Linked DNA regions of Sus scrofa: regions 2 and 3 are each linked to region 1. The links are chromatin contacts, called in public Hi-C and HiChIP or PLAC-seq maps. All regions are on one chromosome and are shown on one strand. The core of a region is the stretch at or near the end of the contact, and the rest is flanking DNA. Distances in the headings are between cores, read along the strand shown. Region 1 holds the start of CSTB (cystatin B). Region 2 holds the start of PFKL (ATP-dependent 6-phosphofructokinase, liver type). Region 3 has its middle 7.1 kb from the start of CRYAA.

What was found. Hi-C and Micro-C count contacts between places; a contact is called where the count stands out from the background. HiChIP or PLAC-seq counts read pairs in DNA pulled down with a chosen protein or histone mark.
Region 2: a contact with region 1 is called in an H3K27ac HiChIP or PLAC-seq map of alveolar macrophages. The contact joins the promoter of PFKL here to the promoter of CSTB in region 1. A contact is called at or near these places in 2 of 5 promoter capture datasets (fetal liver and fetal skeletal muscle) and 1 of 2 datasets of contacts at active chromatin or transcription factors (alveolar macrophages).
Region 3: a Hi-C map of retroperitoneal adipose tissue shows a contact between it and region 1, with 1.8 times the contacts expected there. The contact joins the enhancer-like site here to the promoter of CSTB in region 1. A contact is called at or near these places in 1 of 5 promoter capture datasets (liver) and 3 of 47 Hi-C or Micro-C datasets (embryonic fibroblasts, retroperitoneal adipose tissue and subcutaneous adipose tissue).

What each region holds. Positions count from the first base shown.
Region 1 is chr13:206,708,528-206,713,608 of Sscrofa11.1, forward strand. CSTB (cystatin B) reads right to left here and starts at 2,071. Exons shown (of 3, transcript NM_001097496.1): 1 at 1,962-2,071. The coding sequence starts at 2,027.
Region 2 is chr13:207,165,076-207,170,156 of Sscrofa11.1, forward strand. PFKL (ATP-dependent 6-phosphofructokinase, liver type) reads left to right here and starts at 2,212. Exons shown (of 22, transcript XM_021071510.1): 1 at 2,212-2,413. The coding sequence starts at 2,329.
Region 3 is chr13:206,298,455-206,303,535 of Sscrofa11.1, forward strand. No RefSeq gene overlaps it. Among named protein-coding and RNA genes, the nearest start is that of CRYAA, 7.1 kb to the left of the region's middle. Within about 2 kb of position 2,472, at least 53 of the 83 cell types and tissues checked have an H3K27ac peak or open chromatin away from gene starts, as enhancers often do. A contact at or near this core is called in liver, retroperitoneal adipose tissue and subcutaneous adipose tissue, where this site is marked.

The sequences.
Region 1 (5,081 bases), core at 821-3,320:
TCTCGCTTGGCCTTTCAGGAATTGAGCATCTGTACGGAGAAAGGGGCGGGCAGGTCTGGTTTGGTTTTGACTTTGGAATCTCATCTAGGACGTCCCTGGGGGCTCAGCAGCTTAAGGATCTGGCGTTGTCACTGCTGCGGTCCGGGTCTCAGCTCTGGCGAGGGTTCGATCCCTGGCTGGCAAACATCCTCATGCCAGGAGCAACGACAAAAAAATAATAATCATAAAATTAGAAAAAAAAAAAAAAAAACCTAATCTAGTTTCAAACCTGGCTGCTCTCAGGATCACCGGCAGGCACTAGGGCACAGTGACTCTGTACTGGAGTCACCGGACCTTTCAGTGAAGCCAGGAAGCACGCTAGGGACGAGGGGATCTCTGTCACTGAGTCCAGTGCGTCCCTGTGGCAAAGGCTGCGTGGCCTTCCAGGGCGGAGAAGATGGACAGAAAGGAGAGGACGGAGGGTCAGCCAGAAGCCAGGCTGCCTTCTCTCCGCGTGGCTGCCGAGGTGGCGGTGTGTGTGCCCCGGGGGCCAGTGCCCACCCGAGTCTGAATTCTCACCTGGGGAGCCTTCTCCCTGGGAGGTGCCGGGCGAGGTCTGCGGGGAAGTGACCCTGCAGATAGTTTACAAGCCCAGGGGGCTGAGGGACAGCCCCAAGCCCCCCGGGAGGCGGGAACAATCTCTCGGTATCAGGAGTGGAGGCAGGAAAGCCCCTGCCCTTTGCAAGCACAGGTGAGAAACCCCCGCCCCAACAGAGGCGGCGGAACACGGAATGTGGAGGCCACCAACGCCAGGCCAGGCCACAGCCCGGGGGCCGGCAGTTGTTGACCAGGAGAAAGGTGGGCTGGGCTGTGGCCAAGGGGACCTGCCAGTTCCCAGCCCTGAGGGGCCCAGGAGGAACGGAGAGAAGGCTCTGAGACAGGAGCTGACCACTCGATGAGGTGGGACAGAAGGAACCACCGTGGCCAGCTTCTGACCGGGGCCCCATCTCCGGCCTCGGTGCTCATCTGCAGCCCAGACCGCTCCCGAAAGCGTCAGTGCCAAGGCCGCCAGACGGTGCCCCTGCCCAGCAGCAACAACAACTGTCCACTGACATGTCACTTTCAAGGGAGGGACATCTAACCCAGCGGCCCTCGAAACAGCAACTCCGTTTTCCCGAGGGAGGTGACACACAGAGTTCACGTGACACGCGGGGACTTTTCAGCCTGGAGAACCAGGAAGAGGTGGGTGGCTGGGCTCTGGGTGGCTGTGGGCTAAGAGCTGTAGGAACCGCCTCCCAGCCCCGCTCACACTCCGCCCTGGGAACTCGCTCATTTTCAAAAGCCCCGAGAGACGGACTCACCGCCACCACGGTTTGCAGATGGTCAGGGCCACCTGAGCAAGGACAGGGCGCTGACCTCCTGCCTCCAGTTTAGGAAGCGGGGCCGCATTAAAGGAGATGAAAGTTTGTCTCCTTTTTCCCCCTCTTATCGGAACTCAGCCTTCCTGTGCCCTGAACTTGTCTCGTAAAGCCCGCCCTGCCTCACCGATGACAGGTAGTGCAGGGCGCGCTCCTTCCATCCTCACCGGCTCCTGCCCACCAGGTGCCTCTGGAGGCAGCGCCACAGCCGCCCAGGGTCTGGACCAGGCTCTGCCTGGTTCTGGTGACTGTTTCAAACGTGCACGCAACAAACGTGCAAGTCTGAGTCTAGGGCGCCGGTGTGCCCCGTCCCCAGACTCGCTCACGGTGACCTCACTCACAGGCTGCAGGGTTTGCTGAGCGCTTTTGCGGAATCGTCCCCTCGCGGCCCTCCCTCTGTGCACACCTCGGCTCGCGCCTGACAGGCGTGCAGGGGCATCGTCCTGCGCCCAGCCCGGCCCTCGGGGCGGGGGGATGCGCACGGGCGCACCGCCTCCCTCCCAGCGGCGAGGCCTGCTGCCAACCCCGGCCCCCAGGACCCGGCCCGCCCCTCGCAGCCCTGACCTTGTCGGCGATGGCCTGGATCTCGGCCGTGGCGGGCTGCGTGGCGGAGGGCGCGCCACACATCATCGTGGCGGTGGACGGGCGCAGACACCGGGCGGCGGTCGCGGAGCGACTGTCACGTAGGAGCAGCGGACAGTGGCGGAGTGGCGGACCTCCGCGGAGCACAAATACCTAGAGAGGCGGTCATGTGATGCGCGGGCGGAACCACTACGCAAGGCGGGGCGGGGGGGTGGATGCCGGGATCGGAATACGGCGCGGGGCGTCCGGGTTGGGAATGGGGCGCGCGGCACCCCCTTCGCGACGGACGCGGGGAAGGCGCACGGTCGCAGCCTGGGACCCCCGGCAGGCACCGTCTCGGGGCCAAGGGTCGTGTGCTGCAGGGCCATCTCCCCCCCGGAGCTGGGTGGCGTCCTCCCTGCGGCCGAGTCGGGGGGCGGGGCCCGCAGGATGGGGCGCGAGTGGGGGCAGGGCCGGCGGGGTCCGGGGCGGGTGTGGCCCACGCCCAGCGGGAGGGGGCGGAGGGTGGGGACGGTGGGGTTCCGATCCCCCGGGGGTGGACGCTGCCCTGCAGGATGGGGTGTGGGAGTGGGGATGCAGCGCGGGGAATATCGGGAGAGGAGTGGTGGGGGTGGGCGCAGGGTGGGCACGGTGGGTGGGTGGGAGTTGTCCCAGTCCCGCGCTGCCCTGTGGGGAATGTTGGCCCGGTAGCATGCGGGGTGGAGATGGTTCAGCCTGGCTCCATCCTGGCCCCCCAGACCGCACAGTGCTCCCTGATCCCTCTGCCCTGCCTTAGTTCCCCCCCCCCCAAGTTTGATGTGATGACAGGGGGAGGTCCAGAAATGACGCCGGCATTTGGAATCTGGAGAGGAGGGGGCAGCTGGACCTGAGACGTGCGGACAGAGGGGAGAGAAGGCCCCACGCGCAGTCGCCGCCCTGACAGTTCCTCTGCTCACTGCCCTGTTCCTCTGCTCGCCTGGCCCCGGCACCAGCAAAGGTGCCCCACTTGTGTCCACCTGCTGTGTGGGCTGCTGTGTGCATCACAAGTGTGTGCGCTGGGGGCCCAGTGCTGACGTGGGTGGACAGAAAAGGCACAAAGGAGTCCAGTGATGGCGAGCTGATGACTCCTAAGGCCTCGGGCTGGGGCGGGGGTCAGATCCAGGATGTCAGTTAAGGGCTTGGTCCTGATGGGATTTGGCTTAGGATTTAGATGAGGTTCAAGCACCTGGGAGGGGACAGGCCCCTGTCTTATCCAGGAGGGTGGGGCCCATGGGGCTGCCTGGACAGGACCTGCCTTTCAAAAAGATTCAGCCGCCCCCTCCCTGCAGGGCTGCACCCCAGTGGGCGCTGGCCCTCTCCCATGACCGGGTGCTGACTCTGCGGGCTCAGGCCCAGCCTCGCCTCCTGGTGGGCCCAGGGCACAGCCCCAGTAAGAGTGGTGCGTGAGCAGGTGCCAGGAGCTGAGCCTCTAGTGCCTGCCAGGGCAGGTGCAGGAAAGCACCTGAGGTCATGTGTGGTTGAGGCCTGGGAGCCGGGGAGAGACAAATCCAGCAAAGGCCTGAGCGCAGGAGCCAGATTCCGGTGGGGGATTTGCAGCAGGGATCCCAGCAGGGGAAGGGGAGGCGAGCCTCAGCCCCACTCCCACTTGGCTTCTGGGTTAGCAGGTCCTAAAAGGGAACGGAGGAACTGGGGTTCCTGGCCTGCGGTCTACGTGTCTTGAGTCTGGTGGCCTGTGACCACAGGGCCTGTGTCCGTAGAACCTGGAAGGGTCATCTTGCCCTTGAGGATGACTCAGAAGAGCCCATAAACAGTGATGCTTCCTGGAGGGCTGTGGCTCCAGGGCCCTGCGTCCCCTGCTCCTCGTTGATTAGACAAAAATGTGATTGAACAGGTATGGCCAGCACAGAAGGGAGCAAAAAGAGGGAAAAGAAAGCCAAGAGGAAACACACTGGACGTGAGTTTGGTTTTTTTTTTTTCTCCCCCGGCTTCACCCACGGCATTCGGAAGTTCCTGGGTCAGGTATCAAACCTACACCACAGCAGTGACCCAATCTGCAGCCGTGACAACAGCTGCATCCTTAACCGCCAGGCCATCGGGGAACTCCTACTATTAATTATAAACGAGACATAATTCACGATTGAATGAATGAATGAGAGCGGGATTTGACCCCATAAAAATGCAGAACTCATCTCTGTCGAAAACAAAGCCAAAAATAATGACCAAGAAGGGCAATGTCACTTGGGTTTGGCAGAGACTCCCAGGCAGGCGGGGGAGGGGGGGCTTCTACCAGAGAAAAGGGAGGCTGGGGGTGGGGGTGGGGGTCCCCGATGGCAGCTGTGGGCCCGAGGAAGCTGGGGCGGGCTCACCACATGCTGGGCATCCTGTGGGATTGATTTCAGGGCCATATTTGGCCCTCTCTGCTTGTCCTGAGTGAGAAGGATGAGGGGCAAAAATTAGGGAAGCTGGCCGGCTGCCGAGCCTTCTGGGGCAATGGCTGCAGAGGCTGCGGGTTGGCTTCCAGATGGTTTTCGCAGAGGTTGTGGGTCAGAGTTCTCTTGTCACATGTATGTGGTTCAGCCACGGTCCCTGTGTTTAGTCACCCTCTCGTGATGCTTTATCAAGTCATCAAGTCGGTGTTGCTTGATGGCTGCATGTCTGGGTCCAGATGCATGTTTTCAAGCTGCCATGGAAGGCAGGCTCTGATGGTCAAATGCTTGGGTGCTGATCCAGCCCTTCCTGGTATTTGCTGTGTGGCATAGGACTAACTGCTACACCTCTCTGTGCCCAAATTAAGCAGTAACTGTCAATGAGCGTAAAACGCTTGGGACGGTGTCTGAGCCCTAGGGTGAGGTGATAATTTGTCACTGTCCTTGTCTGTAATTACTGTACTAACAGGAGTCTTGCTCATACTTAGCGTTAGTTTTCTATCCAGAGGCCCCTGAATGATGCTGACACCTCTCATTCCAATACCGTGGTGTTTCATTTCGCAAGAATCCGGTCTCCCCACCGTCATTCCCATTTGAAATCTGGAGGCAGAAGGATCAAGTTTATCCTTTCTTTTCTTTTCTCTCTTTGGCCACGTCCGCATGCAGAGGTTCCCTGGGCCAGGGACAGAACCCCCGC
Region 2 (5,081 bases), core at 962-3,461, 460 kb after region 1:
GGCCAGGGCTGGTTCAATCCCTGGCCCAGGAACTTCCATGTGCCATGGCAGGGGGAAAAACAAACAAACAAAAGGACTGTTGGGCACATGGCTCGGATCGTTAGTGTCGAAAAATGAGACACATGCACACGGGGAGACCTTGACAAGGCTCCTTACTTCCGCAGAAGGGCACAGGCACTCCAAAAAGTGCACGCGCCGAACAAAGGACCCTCCTCTATTTCTCCCTAACGCAGGTGATGCACCTGTCCCCTTCCCATGGGTCAGGTCAGGGCGCACATGCTTCCCACTGGCTAATTTGAAACAGATTGTTACTGGGAGAAATGGGAAGGAGGAGGCGGGGGGGGGGGTTTCTCAGGAAGGCATTTCAGCAAAATGGAGTCACCAAGATTTCCTTTGATGGAAAAGACATTATGTTACTTTCCACGGGACCCAGCGTGTGTGGGCAGGGAGCTGGGAACAGACCCATGCAAGGTACTTCCTGTGGAAATTTACTGCCCCTGGGAGAGGAAGGTTCTGCCAGCTTCTAGGGAGGAACTATCGGGTCTTGTGCAAACAGTGAGGAATCGAGTGACTTTGATTTCTCACTAGCAATCCCGGAAGCAAGGAACGCTGGGAGACACCAAAATTCTGCAGGAAAATGACTTCTAGCCTGAATTTCTAGACATAGCAAGTCTTTCATCAAGTACCAGGGTGGAGTAAGACCAATTTCACACGTGCAGAAACGTGATGCCCTTTCTTAGGGAGCTCCTGGTGGACACGCCCCCCCCCAGATGAGGGAGGGTGACGTGGGGGCTGGTGGCCACGAGACTCAGCAGGGAGACAGATGGAGACAGAGATCCCAGGATGACAGCTGTGCACCTGATGGCGAGGGCCACTGCCCGCCAACCCCAAGGCAGGGGTGGGCTCCTGAGGGCACAGACAATTCCAAGTGGGCTGTCTTCCCCCAGAACCCCTGCAGCCCTCCCGTCTTCTCAACCTGAGGCCAGAAGGTCAGTTGAGCGCCCAGATTCTTACCCGTGCCTGACTTGGTACAAGTGGAAGTGATGAGGTCCCTCTTTCCCTTCTGTCAAAATGTAAGAAACATCTGTTGTTACTCATGATAAGAACTCTTAGCAAAGTCCACCTCTCGGCCAAGTGTGAGTGTACGCTACGGAGTGAGTAACTCCTGGCACCGGCTGGACGGCTGGCTCTGGGACGCGCTCAATTTCTGCAGAACAGAAATTCTCTCTCTCCAACACCTCCCACTTGCTCTCCCCCTACAGTGGAATAGTTTTAGGTAAACTTCGTATTAGAACGTAACATATATAAAGAACAAATATAACACACACAAAGCCCAACTCATAGCCTTGCTGAGTTTTCCTAAGGCAAACACACCTGTGTCACCGCTCAGCTCAAGAAACAGAACACACTTGCTGCATCTCCACCAGCCTCCTAGTGGGCCCCACCCACTGCCAGCCCTGGGTCAGGATGGGTGCCTTTCCTTGCAGCCCCCAATCTGGCTCACGGGTACCCTCCCGCCAGTGACCAGGCTTATGGAGAGCAGGGGTCAAATGTGTTCCTGTGACTGCGCAGGCTCCCCACTTAGGGGCGGGTTGGATGGGGGAGGGGCTCCATCCCTCCGAGTGACTCCCCTACTGACCAGCCAAAGTAGAGCCCACCGCCCGGACTCAGGTGCCCACCCCAGGTTCCCCCCCCGCCCCGCCCAGGCGCTGCAAGTGTGCAAGTTTTCCAAGGGTCCAGCCAACATTGCCTGGAGTGACAGCTGAATGAATGAATGAATGAATGCTGACGGGTTTGCCTCTTAATTCCTTTTGCATCTCAGTCAGACGCCTCTGGGTGGGCCTTCAGCTAAAGCTTGGGGGCGGTCACGTGTAAGGAACAAAGTTGCAGCAGATCGGCGCCCAGAAAGACAAATTCCTCCGAGGAGCCAGGCAGGCAGCGCTTGGCAGAGGGACACATTCTGGCCGCCCCGACTTGCCTCTCGTCTGGCCACCGTACTTGACCAGCTTGGCCACAAGTTGTGACCGACAGCCCCTCCCTAAACGCTCCCCACTTGTTAGACGGAGCAGGTTTAGAAACGTGGCCGAGGAGGCTGGCACGGTCGGGAGGAGGCGCAGTCCTGCGGCGCAGGTACCCGGGGTGCGCGCCTGCGACCGGGGGCGGTGGCGCAGGCACGTCGGCCCCGCCCCGCGCTCCGCCCCCGCTGCCCCGCCGGCGTGGACACCGGTGACCTCACACGGCGCCGGGGCGGGGCGCAGGGCGCGGGGCGGGCCTGGCGACAGCGGCGGCGCGGGGCGGGAGAGCGAGCTCGGCGGAGTCGGCGCCGCCATGGCTACCGTGGACCTGGAGAAGCTGCGCACGTCGGGGGCCGGCAAGGCCATCGGCGTGCTGACCAGCGGCGGCGATGCGCAAGGTGGGTGCTGGCGCACCGCCGGTCGCCCGCGGGCAGCGGGTGTGCTCCCCGGGCCCCTGGGGCGCGCTGGCCACCCTCGACCAGCACTTGAGGCGCGCGGCCAGCCGGTGCCCCAGCCGGGCTCCGCCTCCCGCCCTCTCCCAGTCCTCGTGCCCCCGTCCGGGTCCCCATTCCAGTCCTGCACCCGCCCCGACGCGCCGGGCCCGCGTACGTGCCACCCACCACGGCCTCTGCGCCCCGCCCGCCGGGGGTGTGTCTGTGCGGCCGGCTGCGGCCGGGACAGGGCGCTCTTGCCCCCCGGTCGCTCTCTGCGCCCTTTCCCGGTGGCGGGGTCAGGAACCGCCACCGCCTTTCCTGGAGGCCACGCTGCGCGGAAGCCTCGGAAGGCTGGGCAGGTCCCCGCAGGCCGGGAGAACCCGGCTCTTCCTGGTTCTGAAACACGACCTGGGGGCATAGGGTTAACCCCAAACCAGCTTCCAGGGTGGCTCTGGGGCATTTTTCTTTAGCGCGGCCCTCTTCTCGACCCCTGGTACATGGGGAGCCAAAGACTGTGGCCTTCCTCGTGGCCTGCCCTGCGCCCTGCAGCCAGGACCTGGCAGAGCTGGGCAAGTGCCCCTCCAGGCGGCCCCTCCTGGAGGCCTGGTCTTGGTCAGACTGCTGCTCTCCAGCGCCTCCGCCTGGGATGGCCAGGGCGGCACCTGTTGTGCCTGGCCGCATGGCCGCACCGCACTCCTGGAACCCAGAGAGAGACCTGACATAGCCCGGGAGGCAGGCCTGCCTGGGAGGGAGAGAGCTGGCACCTTCAGTGTTCATGACTGGGCCTGGTCTGCCTCCCTCCAGATCAGAAAGCGCAGACACACACCTCCTGGGCCTGCCGCAGGCCCTGAGCCCCTGCTCCCCCCCAAGAGGGAAGAGGTAGGAGGGAGGGGCTTTCACCAGGGCGCCAGCCCAGGAGGCCGGAGGAATCAGCGCTGCCTGCATCCCGCCGGCCTGCGCAGGGCTCAGCTCTCTGGACCCGGCCTGGCGGGCGGGCACTGTGCTCTGCTGCATGTCTGCAACCCGCGTGGCTGGAGCGCTTGCAGCCTGTTGCTGGCAGTGGGGCTTTTCTTAGAATGTGGCCGGGGGGCCCACGGGGCCTGAGGAGAGCAGGCTTGGAGGGTGGTTTTGGGCAAGCATCATCTTGTGAGTTTGGAGCCCAGGAAGGGCCGGGTGTGTGGAGGGCAGACATCCTGAGGGGGCTGGCCCCGCCTCTCCAGGGAGGCCCCGCCTCTCCAGGGAGGCCTGGGTTCGCCTGGGCACAGGGGTCTCGCCCCAGTCTCCTGTCTGCACCATGGAGACGATGACGCCGGCACTGGGTGGGGGGTTGGGAAGCATAGGACATGCATTTAGGTGGCGGCACAGAGCCCGCTGGGTGGTGTGTCCCGCTCCCCTGGCACGAACCTAACAGGACGTGGCCTCAGTGGGGGCTGCTGAAGGGCCGGGGAGGAAGGAACCCATGGCAGGCGGGCCAGCTGAAGGCAGAGCCTGCCTGACCTGTGGGTCTCCACTCGTCCTGCCCAGCCCTGGTGCCCGACACAGACCGGGCGGCGCTTCCTGGACGCGCTGGAGTGCGGCCGTCAGTGCACCGCCATCTGGGCTGACCTTGGCTGCCCCACCTCCTGTGGTGCCCTCGCTGCCCCAGACCCTGGAGCAGTGACCACGTCTCTCTAGTTGGGGCCGTGAGGGAGGAAGCCTTTGCAAATTCCCCCAGCTTAGGGCTCGGGCCGCGCCTGCAGGAAGATGCAGGGCCAGCTGGGAAGAGAGCCTGTCTGTTTCGTAAGTTCTGAAGGCGGCCAGTGAGTGTCCGCCCTGCACCCGCTCACTCTCGCCAGCTCCGCTCCAGGGAACTGGCCCCAGACGGTGGGGCTCAGTCTTCCTTCGGGGCCCCCACTGAGCCCCTGGGCCCCCTTCCAAATGGAGGCTGGCCTCTAGGGACCCGATGGTGCCACGTGGACCCTCCCCCGTGTGCCCTCCCGCGTGCACAGAGCTGGGGCAGCCGTGGAGAATGGGCACCCAGTCTGCTGTCCCTTCTTCCCAGACGCCAATGTCTGCGTTGGTTGGAATGAGTGAAACCAGCCAGGCTGACGGCGGGAGGCCAGCCCCGTCCTGATCGGGCTGCCCTCGACCAGCTGTGCCGCTTGCCCTGAGCTCGGCCCTCGGGCCTCAGTTTCCCTCTGTAAACCATGGGCAGTGGGCAGGGCCAGCGCTCTGGCAGGTTCCTGCGGCAGCTTCCAGCCTGGAAGCGTGTCCCCCGCACTTCCTGTTGGCCGAGGGTCAGTGCCTGTGAGTTGAGGGAAGGCACTTCGAGGATGTCTCTTTGTGCAAAGGTGCCCGGCCCCCGCTTCCATCCACCCGCTCCCCGTCCCTCCCAAGCCCGCAGCTCCTGCCTCTCCGGGGTATGCGTGTGGGCAGCGCCGCCCGGTATCTGCCGGTGAGGACGCTGCCGCGTCGTCGCGTCCCCTGATGGTGAAGCGCACACCTGCTGGGCCCCGTGTCCTCCGGGACCACGTCTCTCTTGGACGTTTTGTTTCCCCAGAAACTAATGGTGACACAGTCACCTTAGGGGCAGGTGCACCCACCCAGACATCAGTTTGGTTGTGGATCCATTTCCTCCAACAGGAAGTCATCC
Region 3 (5,081 bases), core at 1,222-3,721, 410 kb before region 1:
CAGGTGACGGTTTGGAGACGGGGGCCCTAAAGGGGTGTTTAAGATAAAACGAGTCATCGGGACGGGTCCGAATCCCACAGGACTGGGGTCCCCGGGCCCACACACTGAAGGACGACCGTGGGGGACACGGCCGTCCACGCCGAGGAGAGAGGCCTCGGCAGAACGCAGCCCGTGACGCCTTTTGATCTTGGACTTCGGCCCCCAGGACCGTGAGGAAGTGAATGTCCGTTGTTTAAGGCTCCCCGCCCGGGGTTCCTTAGAGCAGCCGAGCTGACACTACAGGCCCGGAGACCGGGCCATCCGCCCTCTGGGGAGGCAGGCTCCCGGGATCCGGATCGAGCGCCTTGATCCGGGGTTTGCAGTGAGCACGGGGCCTCATCAGGCAGGGAAAGGAGTTTCCCAGGAGGGTAAGACCCCACCTTGCCCCGCCTCCTGAGACAGGGCCACGCCCCTCCGCCCTCCCAGGGCGCCTGGACACCCCTTCTCCGCTCTCCACCCTGCCTGGGGGTTTCTTAAGCTAAGACACCCATGTGCCAGCCTGCAGCGGCTTTGTACCTTCGGAGAGGCCTGGACTCTGGGGTCCGATGGAAATGCCTGAGGCCATTGACCAACGGCCAGGGTCTGGCCCCTTCTTGGCCCTGGAGAGCCAGCCCCGCATCCCCCTGGCCTTTGCCCGGCTGGTCCTGCCCTGTCAGCAGCATCCATGCTCCCTGGGATGTATAGGGGGCCTGTTCTGGAACAGTCCCCACACGGCCCACCCTCCACAGCTGCTGTCGGCCAAGTATCACTGACTCCGTGCAGGCACCCAGCTGCCTATCATCTTCTGCAGAGTCCAGGGCAGGTGTGCCCGATGCCCACCAGGCAGGAGGCTGCACTCATGCCAACAGGAGCTCAGCTTTGGCCATGGCTGTCTGGCCGTGCCCCACGCATCGGGGGCACCAGGCATGCCCACCAGGCATCGGGCGGCCCCAGAGCTCTGACCATGGTGCTCTGCCAGTGTCAGTGCCGCGGGCTGTTGTAGGAAGAACTTCAGAACCCAAGGGACCACCTGCTGCCCTTCCTGCTCCTCCCTCCAGACTCACGCCTGTCCACGTGCTGTAGGCCCGGGGTTCACCTCCCGCACGGCTGCCCCGCCTCTGCTGCCTGCTGATGCTTCTTGGCCCGCTGGCCTTCCCCCCACCCTGTCCACTTCTGGTCACGTCTTGCCTGGGGGCCACTCCCCAGACAGTCCTGGGCCACTGGAGTCCAGCCTTATTCACCCTAGGACACGCGGCTGTCCCCACCACCAAACTGTGAAGGCGGGTTGGCCAGCATCCCCTGAAACTGATGGTCTGTGGGCCCCACTCAGAGTCCTGCACAAATACAGATGCCCAGGCCCTGGCCCAGACCTGCCGAATTGGCCTGTGTGGGGCTGAAGCCCAGGAGTCTGCGAGCTGATAATTCTCCACGAGAAACTCACATCCAGGAGAGCCTGAGGGACTCCGGAGTAACAGCAGCTGCCTCCGTGGGTGGGTCAGTGACGGGGTGTGGCCTGGCGGCAGAGCAGCCTCCCCACCCCTAGGTCTCATTCTAGATCCTGGGGGGAGGGGCACCTTCTCATTCCAGCAAATAGGAGGCTTGCACGTGGTTACGTGGTTCTGGAGCAGGAACCGAGGTCCCCTCCGGGATCTCACGGTCACCCTGAGCTGCAGGGTCATCACTGACATTTATCAACAGCAGCAGCAGCAGGAAGAGCATTGGCGGAGCACCTACTGTGTGCCAGACACTGTGCCAGCCACACTGGCAGCTGGCAGCCCCAAAGCAGCCCAGCTGCCTGTAACGGGCTCCACTGTTAGGGAGAAAAGCAGGCTTCCAGGCTGAGTCACTTACCTGGCGCTCCCATCGGGGAGGGCCCGGCCAGGACTCACCCTGCCTGTCTGAGCTCAAAGGCAGGACTCCAGCCCCTGCACGACAGGTGTCATTATACAGCCTCACAGCTCACCCCAAGTCAGAAGGCACTGAAGAAGTCAGCCTGGTCCTGATCTGCAGGTGACTTGCTGTGTGACCACAGGCAGATTTTTGAGGCCCTCTGAGTATCAGATCCTGCTTCTCACCAGTTCACGAGGCGCAGGGTGGGTGGGGGGGAGTGGGAGGGGTGGGGGGGATGGTACTCTCTCCCAGGGGCGTCCAGCAAGCCCGTGGCCTCCTGCGTTTCCAAGACTCACCACCAGGTGCCAGCAGAGGCTTTGTCTTGGCCGCCCGGCCCTCGCGGGAAGAAGGGGCGGAGCTGAGAGGTCACCTTCACGGGTCCAGAAGCAGCCGCGCATCTGCTGCGACCAGCTCCTGGGGGTGGGCCGGCCGCGAGAGCTCTGGGAAACCCCGTCCTGACCCAGGGAGTGGGTGTCCAACAGAGGACACTGAAAAGAAAAGCCCCACTGGGAGCCAGTGGTATTTCTTTACAACAAGCAGTTTTTGTTTCGTTTTCTTGTTTGTGAAATCATTTGAAAAGGGGCAAATCATTGCCTGGCAGGCCAGCACCATGTGGGGGGGGCCCCCTGTGGCTCTGGGGGATCTCCCCCCTGGCAGAATGACGTCGTGTGTCGGCCCTCTCTGGCCATGGGCCTGCTGGCTCCCACGGTCTCTTTCTGGGAAGACTCTAGAGCAGCCTCGGGTCCTGCCACGTGCCCAGAGGGGACATGGCCTTGGCAGGCAGCCCTAACACAGTGCCTCAACACTGTGTCCAGCCGTGTCAGACAGGAACCTGATGCGGGTGGGCACAGTGGCGGGGTCACAGGTCAGCGGTCTCATCAGCCAGATGCTACACCCCGAGGCTGTGCACCTGTGTCAGACCGCACGTCCAAGGGGAAGCCACCAGGGGGGCCTGGGACCTGAGGGACAAGGCCAGGACCTGTCTCCTGGAGTCAGGGCGGTGCCTGCCACCTAGCACCTCCCTTGGCCTTCAGGACTTGGGATGGGAGTGGGCTGCCCAAAGGGGATTCCGCCCAGGCTGGGGCCGGGGAGGGGCGGCCTGGCCCAGGGCTGCGGCCCCCATGTGGCCCACATTAGGGCCAGCGTCCTGGCTGCTGGGGTGGCCAGGCTGGGGGTTCTGCCGCTGTGAGTTTGCTCCAGGATCCTGGGCTGGGGGTGGAATCTGCAGGAGCAGGGGTGGTGGATGTGTGCAGGTTGCTGTCACAAAAACAGAACCCAACAGAAGACACGCATGTGTGTGGGCTCACGCACGCACACACGTGCACGTACGGCTCAAGTCACATGCACATGCAAACACAAACACACAAGCACACACACATGCACAACACATAGTGTGAGCCACAGGTGCAGAGTATGCACGTCTGCACGTCTGTGTACACATATGCACACACAGACACGCACTACACGCACCTGCAATGGCCACGAGCAGGCTCTAGGCTCTATTTCCTGCCTCCCGTCAGCTTCTCTCTGTCTGATGTGTGCTTGAACTTGAAGACACAACCACGCCAGACATATCCTGCCCGTCTCCCCCCCTTGAGGGGAGCCTCCCTGTGTGCTGGCGAGCAGTCCCTTTCACGAGGGGCTTTTGGGAACGCCTGGCCGTCTCGGTGTGGCTGCAGCGCCTGGCTGCTGAGCCTGGAGGGGGGGAGGGCACGGTGTGCTCAAGGGCACCCCAAGGTCACGGGCAAGGAACATGAGGATCAGGCTGCTCCTTCTTCCCCAGGCTCTTCCCTCTTGCCTTCATCTCCGCCCAGCCCCCCACCCCCAGGAGCCAGAAATCAACAACAACAATAATAAATATTGTGCTTAAAAACACATCTTTCCAAAACCTCTTCAGACAGAGCCTCACTGCACTTAAGGGTGGGTTTGCAGGTTGCTAAGTATGATGGGGGGGCACCGGGGAGACCAGTCAGACCAGGGGGGTAGAGGTGGGATGCCCACATTCTGCCCACACGACTGCGGGACCTTGGCAGCTTTCCGGTGATGATGGAGCAATTCCTGGGGGGGACCAGGGCCGCTTTCCTCCCCATGGCTGGGGACAGCTATGTTTGGGGACAGCCATGTGTGGGGACTTTGTGTGCAAGTCCATGCGGACAGCTCACCCTGGGCTCCCTTGCGGGGACTTACTGGAGCAGGTGCTTCCTTTTGCTGGTTTCCTGTGAAAAGCTGAATTATAAGGAGTGGCCTGGGGCGGGGGTGGGGGGGATGCGAACCCCAGCTGACCGCTCCTGAGCCGGGTCCTGACTTTCTCACTGCCCGTTCCTGCAGCCACCGTCCAGCGTGTTTCTGGCGACAGGCAGACCGCAGGGCCGTGCCGGTTTCCGGGGGGCTGCCAGGACAGGTGGCCACAAACCGGGCAGCTTCAAACACAGAAATTTATTTGGAGGCCAGAAGTGTGGGAGGAAGGTGTCTGTGGCTGTCAGCCCCCCAGGGGCTGCGGGTCCTCCTGCCTCTTCCCGCTCCTGGGGCTGCGTCTGCCCCCGCCCCCCAGTCTCTGCCTCCAGGGCCACCGACCTCCTGCCTGTGGCTCTCTGCTCTTCTCCCTTTCGTCTTTTTAATTTAAAAAATTAAAGAATAGTTGATTTGCAATGTTGTGCCAATGTCTGCCGTGCAGTGACTCAGTTCTTCTCATACTCGCTCTTTTTTCTTCTCTTTGCCATCGCAGTCTATCCCGGGGGGTGGACAGTCCCCTGTGGTCGTCTCGGGAGGACACCAGCCACGGGCGCTGAGGTCCGCTCGTGTAAAAGCGGAACGGCTGCACCTCAATCCTTACGTTCGTTTCATCTGCCGAGACCCTTTCCCAATAAGGGCAGCTTTGCGGGTTCTGGGGTTTGGACCTGAGACACGTCTGGGGCGTCACTCTCCCACCCGCGACCAGGACGGACGGCCCTGAGTCACACAGCCCTCGGCGGCTGGGACACGTCACGTGCGCCACTGCCCTTGTCCCTGGAGGGCAGCTCTGAGCTCGGCAGGGCAGACACTGACCCACTTTAAAGAAGGAGTTTCCACTGTGGCTCTGCAGGTTAAGAACCCAACATAGTGTCCGTGAGGATGCAGGTTCGATCCTTGGCCTCACTCCGTGGGTTAAGGGTCCGGGGTTGCTTCAAGCTGTG